2 separate regions of the Anser cygnoides genome follow, and region 1 is linked to region 2. Evidence: chromatin contacts called from public Hi-C data. All regions are on one chromosome and are shown on one strand. Each heading gives the region's core, a stretch centred on a gene start, on an enhancer-like site or on the middle of the called end of the contact. The rest is flanking DNA. Distances are from core to core; before and after follow the strand shown. Region 1 overlaps MAGI1 (membrane associated guanylate kinase, WW and PDZ domain containing 1). Region 2 overlaps LOC106035426 (monocarboxylate transporter 2-like).

What was found. A called contact is a pair of places that touch in the nucleus more often than the background predicts.
Region 1: a contact with region 2 is called in a Hi-C map of liver, with 2.4 times the contacts expected there. The contact joins two enhancer-like sites. A contact is called at or near these places in 2 of 7 Hi-C or Micro-C datasets (both in liver).

The regions. Positions count from the first base shown.
Region 1 is chr10:9,009,048-9,015,873 of Taihu_goose_T2T_genome, forward strand. All of the region lies in intron 2 of MAGI1 (membrane associated guanylate kinase, WW and PDZ domain containing 1), which reads left to right. Among named protein-coding and RNA genes, the nearest start is that of MAGI1, 190 kb to the left of the region's middle. Within about 2 kb of position 3,509, at least 2 of the 3 cell types and tissues checked have open chromatin away from gene starts, as enhancers often do. A contact at or near this core is called in liver, where this site is marked.
Region 2 is chr10:8,421,302-8,427,898 of Taihu_goose_T2T_genome, forward strand. The region is part of intron 3 of LOC106035426 (monocarboxylate transporter 2-like); the gene reads right to left. Among named protein-coding and RNA genes, the nearest start is that of KBTBD8, 37 kb to the right of the region's middle. Within about 2 kb of position 3,735, at least 2 of the 3 cell types and tissues checked have open chromatin away from gene starts, as enhancers often do. A contact at or near this core is called in liver, where this site is marked.

The DNA of each region.
Region 1 (6,826 bases), core at 2,259-4,758, 590 kb after region 2:
AGTGCAGCGTAGAAAGAGATGAAAATAAGTGCACAAAACGAAAACAGAATTTGAAATGAGAAGGGTTTCTAGTTTAGTGAGAACAGACGTGCAGGGTGATAGATTTGTTCTGTGTCTAGAGAGCCAACAGGGTTTTGGGAATGTGCTCTTTCAGTGGCTCTGTTGAACACGGTCATCTTCAGCTGACCTTTGTTTCTTTTAGAGCTTTCTTCCTAGCTGATGGACCAGAAATGAGCTAGGAAGCAGGGAAGGTGGTTTTGACTTCTGTGCACGATGAGGTGACTCCTGGTATCTGCACGGCTCCGTTAGGAGGGGAAGTAAGAAGTCGGTGGAAGTTGTGTTTGCAGTTCCAGCTCCAAAGCTGTAATGAAACTGTAGGGCAGATGAAGTTTCATAAAAACAAGATCTCTCCTGCAGCACCACAGACTTGAAAGCAGAGCAAAATTCCTCGCTTTAAGTGCCATGATCAGTGTTGAAATTTTCCTCTGTTCTTTTCTTCCAGATAGACCAATACCTAATAATTCTTCATGCCAGATAATTCCCTCATATGTGGCGATGAAGAAGGGATAATGATTCTTTCCTATTTATTTTTCCTCCTGTAGTCTCTGAAGTCTGAGGTTTCCGTAGGGCTTTTTGTATGAGCGCATGCAGTCAGTGCTGTGAACAGTCTAGTCCAAGACCCACCCCAGTAATAGGGGAACGACTGCCGCATATGATTTGCCTTTTTAATTATTGCTTCAATCACGGGTACTCACCATTAGTAATGGCAATCGATACAATAATCGAGGCATAAATAGGAATCACTGAGTAGAGCAAAATCCATCACGTTTACTTAGCCTTTGTGACCCTTGGAAAGAAAAAATCTGTTTCTAGTGAATTATTGTATCTGTGATAATCAAGGTAAAACTGGGTCTGGAGGGGTGACTCCTGAACCAGGTGCAGTCCTCGCTCGCCCTGTCTCCCAGGCTGGAGGATGTCTAACCAGCAATGTAACAGGCACGTTACGGGGTACGTTTAAAAGGAAGAGTCTTGATGGGGTTTCCACACACTGTGCCATGGGAAATGAGTAGGATCATTCAGGCCAGGGGGGCGTTGAGCCTGGTTGGGCTTGGGGACAGGCTGGCTGTTTTCAAACGCAAAGTAAGGTCCGTTCCCTTCTCTGCTTATCACCCCGGCAAGGCTCGGCTCTTGCTCCCGCTCAGTCTGCGCGTGCATTAACGTGCGTCCCGCTCCCCCGGCTCTGGGACCTGCCTGCACCGTCGTGTATGGCGCGTGCCAGCTGGGGCCTCCTCCGCACACAGCCTGCTGGAGCTGCAGCTCAGTCCTGCAGGTGGGTGCCTCTCTTCCTCCCATCCCGCACGTGAAATCCTGACCACACTATGGCTTGAAGAGTGGCGTAGGGACCGCTGACCTCTCGGACACTTGTTCATGGATTCTGGGCTGCAGGTTCAAAAAATGGAGAGATCTCTTCAGGGCTTAATACAAGAGTCCTAATGAACCTGTGCCTGTATGTCTTTTCTCTTTTTTATTTCTGTTTTCCGTTACGTGAGCGTATTGGCCACGTGGTAGCATTTGACTGCTGGACATTTGTTGTTGCTGGTGTGGTACAACTGGCAAGTGATTTGTTTTTTAGGCCTCAGGAAGGATATTGTCTTCCTTGAAAACTGTTTCAGTATCTCTCCTCAGAGACAGAAATAAAATGAAGGGGTCAATTCCAATAGCAGCTATTTTGTAGTAGCTCTGTTGGATAAAACTGATTACTTACATGGCCAGTGAACTCGCTTTGCCTGTTTGATTTGGGCTGCATTGTAGGAACTGAAACAAAAACCACATCCAGACTGCTCTGGAGTGGAAGAATTCTGCTATCAGTTCAATCTGTTTTCCTTGTTGTTGTTTCCATGTAATGAAAAGATAAATATGCAAACATATTTACTTCATTAATTTTAAACAGTGCCAGGAAAAAGGCTCTGTCTAGGGATGGTGGAAAAATATTGTGAAAATTAGCTCTACATATTCTGCTTTCAGTCAACTCTGTTAATTAGGATCAAAGTACTGCAGTTTTTTAAAGTTCTCACCGCCTCTTCCCACACATCTCGGGATTTCAAAAGGACGCAGTTAACTAAGGCTGAGGTTGTCAGCCAAGCCTACGGGATCGAGGGTCCGCACACCGCTAGTGGGGCACCAGGACCCCAGGGTGCCACGAAGAGGGAGGTGAGCTGCAGGGTGCAGGGCGGTTGGGCTGCCTGTCCTGCCCCGGGGGTGGGAATGGGGGAATTCCTCGTGTGCTCCGGGGACTGGCTTTGTGTGGTTTTGTCTTTGCTCTAAAAGGGCGGGTGCTGTGGGATAGCTGCTTGTGCAGGTGTGAAAACAGCTCTTTGACGTGTAATTAGCAATGGGATGCTTGGAAGAAGAAACATGACGACGAATAAACCCGGTTGGTGCTTTTCACCAGTAGATCATGGTTTTCCAAATGAAGCCCATCACTGGGATGGGAAGCTTGGCAGCGAAGGGTGATGCTCAGTCCCGCAGATGGCCAGCAGGCAGGGGACAGAGCTGTCACGCCGCTCGTCACCCACGGAGGTGCCCAGTTTCTTCTGGCTTTCCTCTCGAGCAGGAAACCGTTTCAGTTCCAAGCAAGCACACAGTTACAGAAGGATGTGGAGTCAGCTTAAAAATCATGCTGACCTAAAGAATTCACCTTTATTTGCTCTAACACTTAAAACAAATACTTCTGTGGTTTGTTTTGTTTTATTTGTTCTAATGACGTTAACTTAGGTTGCTGTGCTGTTTGTCTCAGCTCACGTACAAGGCTTATCAGTTTCACACTGATACGTATTTTACTTCCCACCTATCATGCATTAAAGGACGGCAGTATTTGGATGTAAAACATGGGGTCATTTGCTCTGGGTTCATTTTCGGATCTGTGGCTTTTAGGCCCTTAGGCCATGTTTGTTCAAGTTTTGTTTCTAAATGCAAATGCTATGTAACTACCTACAAGTCTGACACAATTTCATGCACCGGGGTTAGGTCTGGCCTAATTTAATCACACAATAAAAGGGTCAGGAGGGTTTTTTTTCCTCCTATTGCAGAGGTACGAGCTCAGCCCTTTGCTGAGAAGCTCCTGGTCTGTTCTCAGTGAGACAGGCTTTGCCTTGTAACTCACAGCAGCCGTATGAGTTACCGCAGGCACCCACTGCGCGTTCTCCTGGCACGAAAGGCTGGCAGCGGCGTGTCGGTGGGGGTCGGGGCGGAGGGTCACCGTTACTTACCGTAGGTGCCTCAGAGCAGGAATCAGTCTTGTTAGTCTTTGTTTGTACAGCGCCTTCCAGAGAGCGACCTGGTCGGTAGCTGGGCTATAAAACAAATCCTCCTGCAGGCTGCTGTCGCTCTGTGCTCGCGTCCCCACTCTTGTATGCAGCGGGCTGCGCCAGAGGAGAGGCAGAGGCGGAATCGGGCTTTCGTTTTGAAAACGAGATGGTGGAAGGAGGCTGGCATTGGTGCCAGAAATCACCCTCCTTTGCATCTCCTGAAACTTCACCGATCCCACGTTGCACGTCACAAATGGCATTTTGTCCCCTGCGTTTCCTGGGACGCCGGCTGGGTGAGCGAATCCCACGGGGTGCACGGAGCAGCTCCCAGCTGCTGATGTTCTCGGTTCTGGGAGCCGCCATCGGCACAGCAGCTGGAACGAAGTCCTGTCGCTCCTGTCTTCGGATGCAGTTTAATTGGTGGCCTGTCGTGGGACTGGTCTCTGGAGCTAAGCGTTGCTGATTCCCCAAGTGAAGCTGGAGTGCGTTTGTATCAGGCGGAGGCTGTCGAGGGGCGGGGGGGGAGCGCATGAGGCTGGCTCAGCCCATGCTGAGAGCGGCTGGTCCTGCGCGCACCTCGCTCGTGTGCTCTCCGTGGCTTGTAGGTCACTGGCCTAGAGAGCACGGCCGAGGCTGATGGCATGCTGAGATCGGAGAGCCCCGGGTCCGAATCTCCGCGCTGGCCTGGCTTGGCTACAGGAAAATGATGTCCCCTTCTCTGCGTCCCTCCGTGTTTGTCTCTTGTAGTTAGCAGGAATGCTGCTGGGTTCTCGCAGAAAGTCTATTGAATCCCAAAGAGTCAATACTCTATTTACGGCCTTGCTGTTATTATTTTACCAAAGCGTAAGCTGAAGGAACAAGCTATTTAGTGCCTAATGTTTGACAGCAGAATTGAGGAAAATTGCCTTTAGGTTGAAAAACTAAACAAATAAATGCGTGTCGCATGTTCTTAACTCATGAAAGCTGGAGATGCAGTTTCTAATCCTCAGCCTGATCTCTGCCGTGTTCCAATGAGACCGGCTTACATGGGAGCACAGTGTGCTAAGGTGGAGCTAAAGGCACCAGTGGCAGCGGTGTTACCAGTCGGCCTGTGTGAGCTGGCAGGGGGCTGCCGGGACCTGTGGGCAGGATCAGGCTGGCTGTATGGCACGAAGGAGCGGACACCGTGCCTCTGAACTGTTCGTGGGACGTGCCTCGTGGTGTGCTGTTCGGCACGTATTTCACAGGTTTGCAGAGCTTTGTTGTTGGCAGTGGCGCGCACAAAGTCTGCCTGCGTTGTACGCACAGCAAGGCATAAATCTGCCTTGGAAAGCATTGACTCCGTGAGCAAGGCGTGAAGTTGTAGGCATGAGCTGGAAACGAGAAACTGAGGAAGGGGGGCAGCGAGGGAGCTCGGAAAGCAAACTAGCTCCCTGCTTCGTCTGCGCTCAGGGAAGTCACCTCACCTGCATGTGTGTGGGGGGGGGAATCTCAAAATCCTGCTGAGAAGGAGATGTCTGTCCCTGCTGGAGGAACTCCTGCAGTTTTGGCAGTGTGGCTCGTGAGCTGCAGGGTTTGTAGCAGGATTTCTGGCTCTCACCTTGCAGGAGCGAGCCAGGCGCCCGGCACGACGCTCACATGGGTCCGAAGGGGCAGAGCGCGCTGCAGCTGGATCACCAGGACTGCAAACTGCTCTTCTGGTTTTATTTTGGTGGTTGCTGCTGGTTGAGCCCCGTGCAGATGAGTAGATTGCTGCCAGGTGTCCATTACTTGTAAGAAGCATCATGCTTGTCTAAAATTAATGAGATTTTAGAGCTGGCCTGAGCGGACAGTTTGTCTTGGCAGGCTGGAAGCTGTGATCTGAATTGCACCGGTTTAGGCTTACATCTACAGTCTTCCAGCACAACTTTGCAGTGGTCATTAAAATGAAATAGTTGAAAATTGAATAAATTACATCGAGTGGATCCTTTGATGTCAGCTGGCTGCGTGGCCAAGCCTTGGTCAAGCTCACAGGGACAGCACCACGAGGAGCAGACGTGAGGAAGGCGGCGTTCCCAAGGGTCCGGCGACAGAGCTGCTGGTGTGTAATGAAGTGAGCTCTGACCGGGGCTGTCGTTTCCTCAAAGGCTTGTTCTGTTCTTCTGTTTGTTTATTTTTAAGGAAGATGTGAAGATGGGGGAGAAACGGGGACGGTTTTACTTTCCTCCTCTGTTTGTCAGCTCCTTTCTTTCTAAAAACGTCAGACTTAAATTTTAATGTCTCAGTACCGCAGGAAAAATTGTATCCTCATCATTTTACCTGTGGGGTTTCTCCTGCAGTGTGCGCTACCTAATTTGGATTTAAAATTATCCTTTTCGTAGGCCAGTAAAGAGAGGGCAAGGAGCAGAGCTGCGGCTGCAGTGAAGCCGCGCAGCTCCCTCGGCGGGGAGCAGCGGCGCTGGGGTGCCTGTGGGGGTGGTGCATGCGTGCCGGTGTCCTGCCAGACCGTAAAGCCAGCCAGAATTTTCCCACCCCACAAAAGCGAATCAGTGCCAGGAAAGCGGCCTGAGGCAGAGGAATGCTCAGACCTCCCCCCAGCACGGTCCTTGGCAGGAGTCCCCTGGGGTCTCGAGGACTTGGTGGAAGGGTCTCTTGGCGCAGGGCCCCTTTGCTCTCACCTCTCCTGAACGTTTCCAGTTCTTCTGTTGTCTTCTGTCCAAAAGCAGCATTGTCCTGCTTAGGACTCAGCTCCTTCAATGCGAATCCTGTTGCTTAATGTCCATCACCTGTGGCCACCTCAGCCCAGGTGCTTTCTTTCCCTGCGCTCATGTAAACCCGCACGGCTGCGTTGCCAGCAAGGCCCCCACGTTCCTCCCCTGAACCTAATGGCATCGCTTCACATCCGCGATATCAACTCGTGTATTGCTGGTGTCAGTTTTCCATACGTTAAAGAACTGTTAAGGGCCATTACCGTAACCGCACATGTCACTGGCAGGAGCCTACCTTCGGAGGTGCCCCAGCTGAGTGCGGCGCGAGCTGCCCTCCAGCGAGGCAGAACAAAGGGCTGTGTGTTAGCGCCGGGAATGGCCGCACGCAACCCGTGCTCATGAAATCGGGCTGACTTTTAATCAGTCTTCAGGGGTCTCATGCGCCGAGGCTATTTGTTTATAGCAGAGGCCAGGCTGTGCCAGAATCTGTTAAGCGCTGGAAAACTGATCAGTCCTGTGCTCGCTCCTAATGCGAGAGAAAGAGACGCTCCGTGGCGGGGAGCAAGCCGGAAACGACGCTTTGCAGAGCATCTCTGCCGTCCGAGCCAGCCGGGATGCAGCCATAAATACTGCCAGGAAACCGTAAAAGATCCTTGAGCATCCTTGTTCCTACATCTACAAACCCCAGAACTGCCTGCCGGTGCGGCGGGGGAATGCTCTCGCTCTTCGGGGGGCTGTCTCTCGCGAGGGAGAGGAGAGAGGAAGGGAGTTTTCATGCACAGGTAAATATAGCATCTCTTAATGTGCTTGTGGGACGTGTACTGCTAAAACAGTCATCATTGACCACTTGGG
Region 2 (6,597 bases), core at 2,485-4,984:
GAAGCCCAACGCTACTTCTGTAACACACAAAATACTTTCCACTAGATGTCTAAGGTCAAAACACTCAGAAATGGAAAGCCCACAAGCACAGTCTTAACAACACCCCTGAAACTGGGATATGTGAGCTGGTCCCAGTGAACGCACCATTCAATTAAAATTTCTGTGAGCATGCAACTATGCGGAGAGCTTTTTCTCCTACTCCTGCAACTGGATTCACATGCACGCATCCTTCCACTGCATGGAGTGCCACAGAATTCAATGAGAAGTTCTGAGGAGAGATAGATGTCAGATCAGCACAGCAGGAGAGGGACCTCCTTCTCACTGAGCTTCCCCCAGACAGGACCTGGACTTGCAGCATGCTGGAGACGGTCTCAGTGTGCCCTGTAATCCAAGAGATGCAGCCGGCGTTCCTCAGGAAAGGCACCACCACATTCATCTGCAGCCTAAGGGCACACGACTTGTTTTTCAATTTTCCACATGCCCGCGTTGCTCCAGAATCAATCTAATTACTCAGTTATGAAAAAGTGGTTTCAATTACCTTCTCCTGCTGGAAGGGGGCTTTCATGATAGCCCTAAAACTATGGGATGCCATACCACGGAGCAGAGCACTCAAAGCCCGTAAGACTCCTGATAAAGCCTGTCTCCTGCTCAGACTGGGGGCAGCTCCTGGGGAGAGAAGTGCCAGCTGTGACAACCAAAGCAGAATGCTCCCACACATCCTACTCATGCAGCATCCACCTCGAGAAAAGAAATACAGATCCATGTCCCTCTCACTCCTTGAGCTGTCATGTTGGCTTCACCCATCGGTAATGATGGGTTTGGAGCATGACAGCAGATGATGAGCTGGAAGGTGCTGAAGTTGGGACACATGCTGCTCTGTTTCCTGGCTATGGGGCCATCCCAGGGGAGAGGCTGGAGATGAAAGCAAACACCCATATCTCAACCAATGTCTTTGCTAATGAGAGCAGGAGGCTGTGCCCCTGCGGCAGCCTCAGTGAACACACAGTGTCCTCAGCGACATCTCAGCTTTCCAGCCATCACTCACTAAGCCATGAGTCTGCAATTGCTCCCTGGTCTTGTCTTTCCTGGCCACAGCAACAGCCAACGGGATCTCTCAGCAGCGCTTTGCAGCAGGTCTGTGTGACCTTCCACAAGCAGCCTTCACCTGCTGTCGGATGTGCTATCAGCTTTACAGGGGGATAATCAGTCCCGTCTGTTTGCCTGTCTGGGTGAGGAGCTGTGGTCTCAGAGGAGCCAGCAGCCTGTGCTGGGCCGTGCTCACGGGGAACAGAGAATAACTTCAGAAGCAATCTAAACCTTTCTCTTTCACACCTGAAACCTTCTAACTTGAAGGCACCGTGAGCTTTCTTTGCTAAAGCAGCACAGCATTTGGGATCACAGCACACGTGTGTGACAGCATTTGGGCTCCCTGAGCAGCCTCACCCACACAGGACTGAGGGTTGGAGACCTCGAAGATACCGAGTGCAGCCAGTTAGAAGAGAAGGCCGGGAGCAGAGCATCTTCACTGACCTTTCCATACAGTGGAGCACCCACAGCAAAGGCCACGACAACCTGCAGGGAAAGCACCGGATGGGAAACCAAACCTCCCTGAGCTGCTGCTCACAGGGCAAAGCTTTTGTAACAGTCCTGAGCAGACCCCTAAAAGGCACCGAAGCAAATCACATCCCCCAAATTACTTCCACTTAAGTCATTTGGACCTACAGAAACGTAGAGGCGATTGTCCATGGGCTTTAAGAGCAGCCTTTCAGAAGCTGTCCCATCTCTCAGGGGAAAGTGGAGCACGCGACATGTCACATAGCTGTGCGCTCTGCGGCACGCAAACCCTGCCAATTTGGGCACGAATCGCAGACACGTACCCCTTCACCCTGCCCTGATGTCTTCAGTGATCAGTGTCACCCCCGACAGATCCCAGGCACCTCTCCTGCCCTGCCTTGCCACATGCCACCCACAGCACTTGTCCCGCGGGGAGCCTATCAGCCATCAAACGCCAGATTAAACAGCAGCGTTCTGGGAAGCTTTAGAGAACATGAAATAGCTCGAGTCAAGGAGAGGAATTAAGAACAACAAAGCCAGCACCACAGTCGTGGGAAATTGGAAACATGATTACTGCTTTGCTTGCAGCTATTGCAAAAATTAAAAGTGTGACAGCCCCTGGAAACACAGAGGAATTGAAAAAGCAGGACCTGTCATTTACTGGTTATGCAGCATGCATGAGAAGAATAAAGATGCAGTGCATTACCACACCGAAAACAATTACAGCAACAGCGCGTGCAGCTTAGATCCCAAGGCACCTTGACTTGCTCGCACCTGCCTGGTCAAACACGCAGGAACCACAGGCTCCCTGGCCTTGAATTCAAACGAAACCACCCCGCCTGCCTGCGAGCTGACGGCAGCAGGAGCAGGAGGCAAGGTGATTTTTGTCTCTTAATTAACAGAGCCAGGCAAGGACGGGGCAGGAGATGTAGCTGGCCAAGTGCTCAGGAAGCTGCTGTTTACCTGGCCTGACCTTGCAGAGGTTTTGATGAATGCTTTCAGAGTTCCTCAAAAGTCACAGTGAGGAACAAAAGCCATCTCAGCTGCGGAGCGTGTCCCCAGTTTGTGTCCTCTTGGGGACCAGCGCAGTGTCACCGAGCCAGCATCATCCCCACAACCTCCCCACCGTGGCAGAGATCACATGGAACTTCTAACGGGGAAGCTAGAACTAAAATTCAGCCGTTCCCTTGCACCTTGCTGCATTACAAGGACAAGGCTGCTGATGTGGGGCTGCCAGCAGCTGGTGCTTCTCTATGGGAAGGGACGGCACTTCCCACCCATCCAGCCTTAGGAAACAAGGCAGCCCCTTCCACACCCCAGCAAGTGGCTTCCTGACAAACTTCCAGCCTCGGAGATCACTTATCATCCATTGCAAGGGGGATGGCACCAGACAGAGACAGGCACAGGAGGGAGCTGAGCCTGCTCCTGCTGCTGGCTTCGCTCAGAGCTGTGCCTGCAGCTCTGCTCCTTGCACTGCTGGGGGACACGCACGCTCTTCAGGGGAGATACCACCATCCACTGGGGAAGAAGAAGGAAAGCCAGGTCAGAAACACCTTATTTTGCACCCCGGACACTTGTGGAGCAGAAAGCGGGTGTGCTGCCTGTCATAAACCTCTGCAGCCTGCAGAGCAACAGTTCGCACCAAATATTCCCTAAAGATGCTGCTGTGCTCACGGCACTCCTGGAAGACTGATGTAATTGAAAGCACTATCCTCAGCCCACATAAATCATACTGGTTTAGTGCCTGTCCTGTATAAAGCCTCTCTTTTCTCACACCTGTGGCAGCTTTCCATTAGTTGTTAGCTGATACACGGAAGGCCATGTCAAAGCAGCTGATCCTGGTGGCAAGCAGAACACAGCAACTTGCCGGTGGGAAAGCAAGCAAGCCCTGGCTCATTTGTTAGCTTGTCCAATTACTTTTCACCTTGAGTTTTGTGTCTGCAGAAGTGAAAAGGACCCTGAAGAGGAGATTGTAAGGCCATAAAGAAAATGCAAAACACCCGGGGCTCTCCCGTCCGCTCCCCCCTGCAGCCAGACCATCTTGTCATTTATTCTTTTTGAGCCACTGAACTATGATCCGGGCAGGATGGTAACACAGACGCAGCATTTAACAAGAAATATCAATCCAGACTGGCTTAAACTCCTGCAAGTATGACGGTGCTCAAAAAATAGACACCTGAATTGCTTTTCTGTTTTTCTCAGTAAGGCTTATGAATTTTTTATGAGGTGCAAAACTTCCAGTGTTGGTGCAAAACACCAATTTGTTTTTAACAAGGGCTCTGTTTAAAGCATTTTTCTCTCCCATACCTCTGACCACATCTATATCCCTTATTTGTCTGGTTTGTGATTTTTTTTTTTTTTAACTTAACCTAATACTAACAGAAATGAATTTCCCCCTAGTCGGCAGAACCTGGCCTGGCTGAATTTCTGTTGAAATATTTCAGCGCAGGGCTCAGGCAGCCCCGCGCCCCAGAGGCCTCTGTGCAACGTGCGGCTTATTCCAGATTTCACAAGGCTGACCTTCTGACCGTGCGAAGTGGCACGGAGCCACCGCAAACACCGTGTTTCTGCTGCTAAGAGCGGTCGATGGCCGTGCAGATGATAAAACAGCAACTCTTTAAAGCAGCCCACGGTGCCGAGCCCCAGTGGTGGCAGGTTTGGGATCACCACTGTCCCCAGTGCTGGGCTGCAGGCACTGCTCAGCTTCTCCCAGATTCCTGTGGTGACAGGAGCTGTCGTTGTGCAGAGACGCCAGAAGAACTGCCCAGATAGTTCTTAGTCTCCAAACTGCTGTGAAAACACAGATAAAGCTCCTGAGCTCGACCAGACAGGACTGGAGCTGACTACGTGGAGTCGCTGGGGACGTGAGGAGGAGCTGGGAGGAAAAGGGGAAAATCATTTATCCTAATAAAACAAGGTCTGTTATTACGCTAGTAGTAAAACAACAAGAGGAGCAGGCCTGTGATTTCCTCAGTAATAATCTCATTCCCTCGGTGGAATAACAACACTGCCATTGGCCTCGTAATTCACCCAGCAGGGCACCACCCCTTGTGGCGGAGCAGCCTCCTCGTTACGCAGGCAATGAAATAAGTGCCCCCGCGTTATTAACGTGCTGCCAGCACACACCAGCATCCAGGCCTGGGGGTCAGCATTAGCAATCAGCACCCACTAATTATGCACAGCCCAAGAAAGCACAGGGCACTGTCGCAAAGCAGGGGGAAAGGGATAGGGAAGGGTAAAACTTGCAGCTTTTCAGGCCTTGTGCCTTGCTAGAGAAGTCCGAGGTCCAGGACACCTGGAGGGCTCGTGCTCTTACATGTTTATCACCAGGGCCTGCTCCAGACTTCTCGAGAAGACTTGCTGGCACCTGGTAATAACACAGCCCATAACTAGTCTTGGCTTTTGGGTTCAGATGCTTTGTTTTGGACTGGCAGTGGTGGAGGAGCACCCCCTCGCTTCCCCAGGCGGTGCAGCTGCAGACAGGACAACCGCACGCACTGGGGCTGGAGGACAAACGACAGGAAACAAGCGCCCCAGGTGACAGTCCTGGTGTCCCATAGCCCTCAGCCATTCCCCAAAGGGCAGCTTCCAAACACCTGTCTGCCCCTAAAATGCCCCGATGCCTTCTGTTACTATTGCTTTGCATTGCAAGTCAGCAGTTTTGAGTGAAGTTTAAGTCCAACATATGCCATAGCAGCTCCCATAGCTAACAAGTCACTAGAGGCTGCCTCTTGCCTCCTTGTGGGTGAGGAAAATGCTCCGTACATTAAAGGGGGTGATGGCATTGCTAGTAGAGCTGGGCCGAATGCTGCAGAGCAGGGCCGTTGTAGCATGACCACTGTGAGACGAAAGAGCCAGGCATGGGCGAGCCTGGCTGGATGTGTGCTCCTCGGTCATCAGGCTGGTCCGTCCCTGCTCCGCGGTGCTGGGTCTCCCAGGCATGGGCACCACAGCCAGCTGAAAAACCTGTGGGGATAATAACCTGGGGCACAAACCGAGGTGCAGCAGCCTCCCCTGCTAGACATGCCCTTGGAAAGTCAGGGAACCTGACCTCCCATCACACATACATGCATTTGCTACAGAAGCATCCTGATGTTAAGAAAAAACAATAGGAAAACAAAGCAGGCAAGACCCAAGTTTCAGAGAGACAAAGCGTCCTCGTCCTTATCCAGCAATCTTATCTGATCAGTGCCTCGGCATTTCAATTTCCAGACTGCACAACTGAAGCGTACGGAGGAGCCACAGGCCAAAAGCTCCAAAACCGGGGCAGGAGCCAAGGTCCCTCATGTCACTTCGTATTTAGGCAATTAAATAACTGCTCCTGCAAGGGGACAGCGTGGCAGGTGCCGAGCACACGGCTGCTTGCGCTCAGCGCCTTCCCCAGGCTGCTGGCTTGGATCTCAGCGGCCCACAGCTGCTCACCTGCAGCAGGTCCCGACTTCACGTTTTTCGAATTTTTTTCCTCATAACTTTTTTAGCTTTTGCTTTGGCAGGACCACAGTCTTTTATCCCTTCCATCTTGAAGCCCAGCTACAGATCTGTTCCCTCCAAAGCTGAAACACCTATTCCTTGAGATCAGCAGCCCTTGGTTAGCATCCTTTACACCCTGCTCTACAGGCAAACAGCCCCTACTGGGCATGTCCTCCAGGGGCTTTGTCCACCTCCTAGAAACCCTACACAATTTGACCAAGAGAGCATTTATACTGGAGAGCCACCCAGGGGCAGAATAACTGCAGTGCTACAGGACAGGTTGGCATGAACGTCCTCACACCCCTTCCTGCAGCAGCACACACACACATACTCTCCTCGCCGGGGCAAGAATCCTTCGCGTGTGTGTATTTTACTTTCTGGAGGGGACTGTAACTTGCTCCTGGGCTTAATACCTGCATGTGAAGCATTAACAACTCCCCATCCAAAATCCTTTGCTTTCTTCTTCCTCGTTCTTATTAATCTCTGTTTTTATTAAGTCTATCACATCTCTATTACTCCTGCCTGGTGACCTTGCTAGCTCCAATGAAGGGCAAAATGATAAAGCTTTGTGAC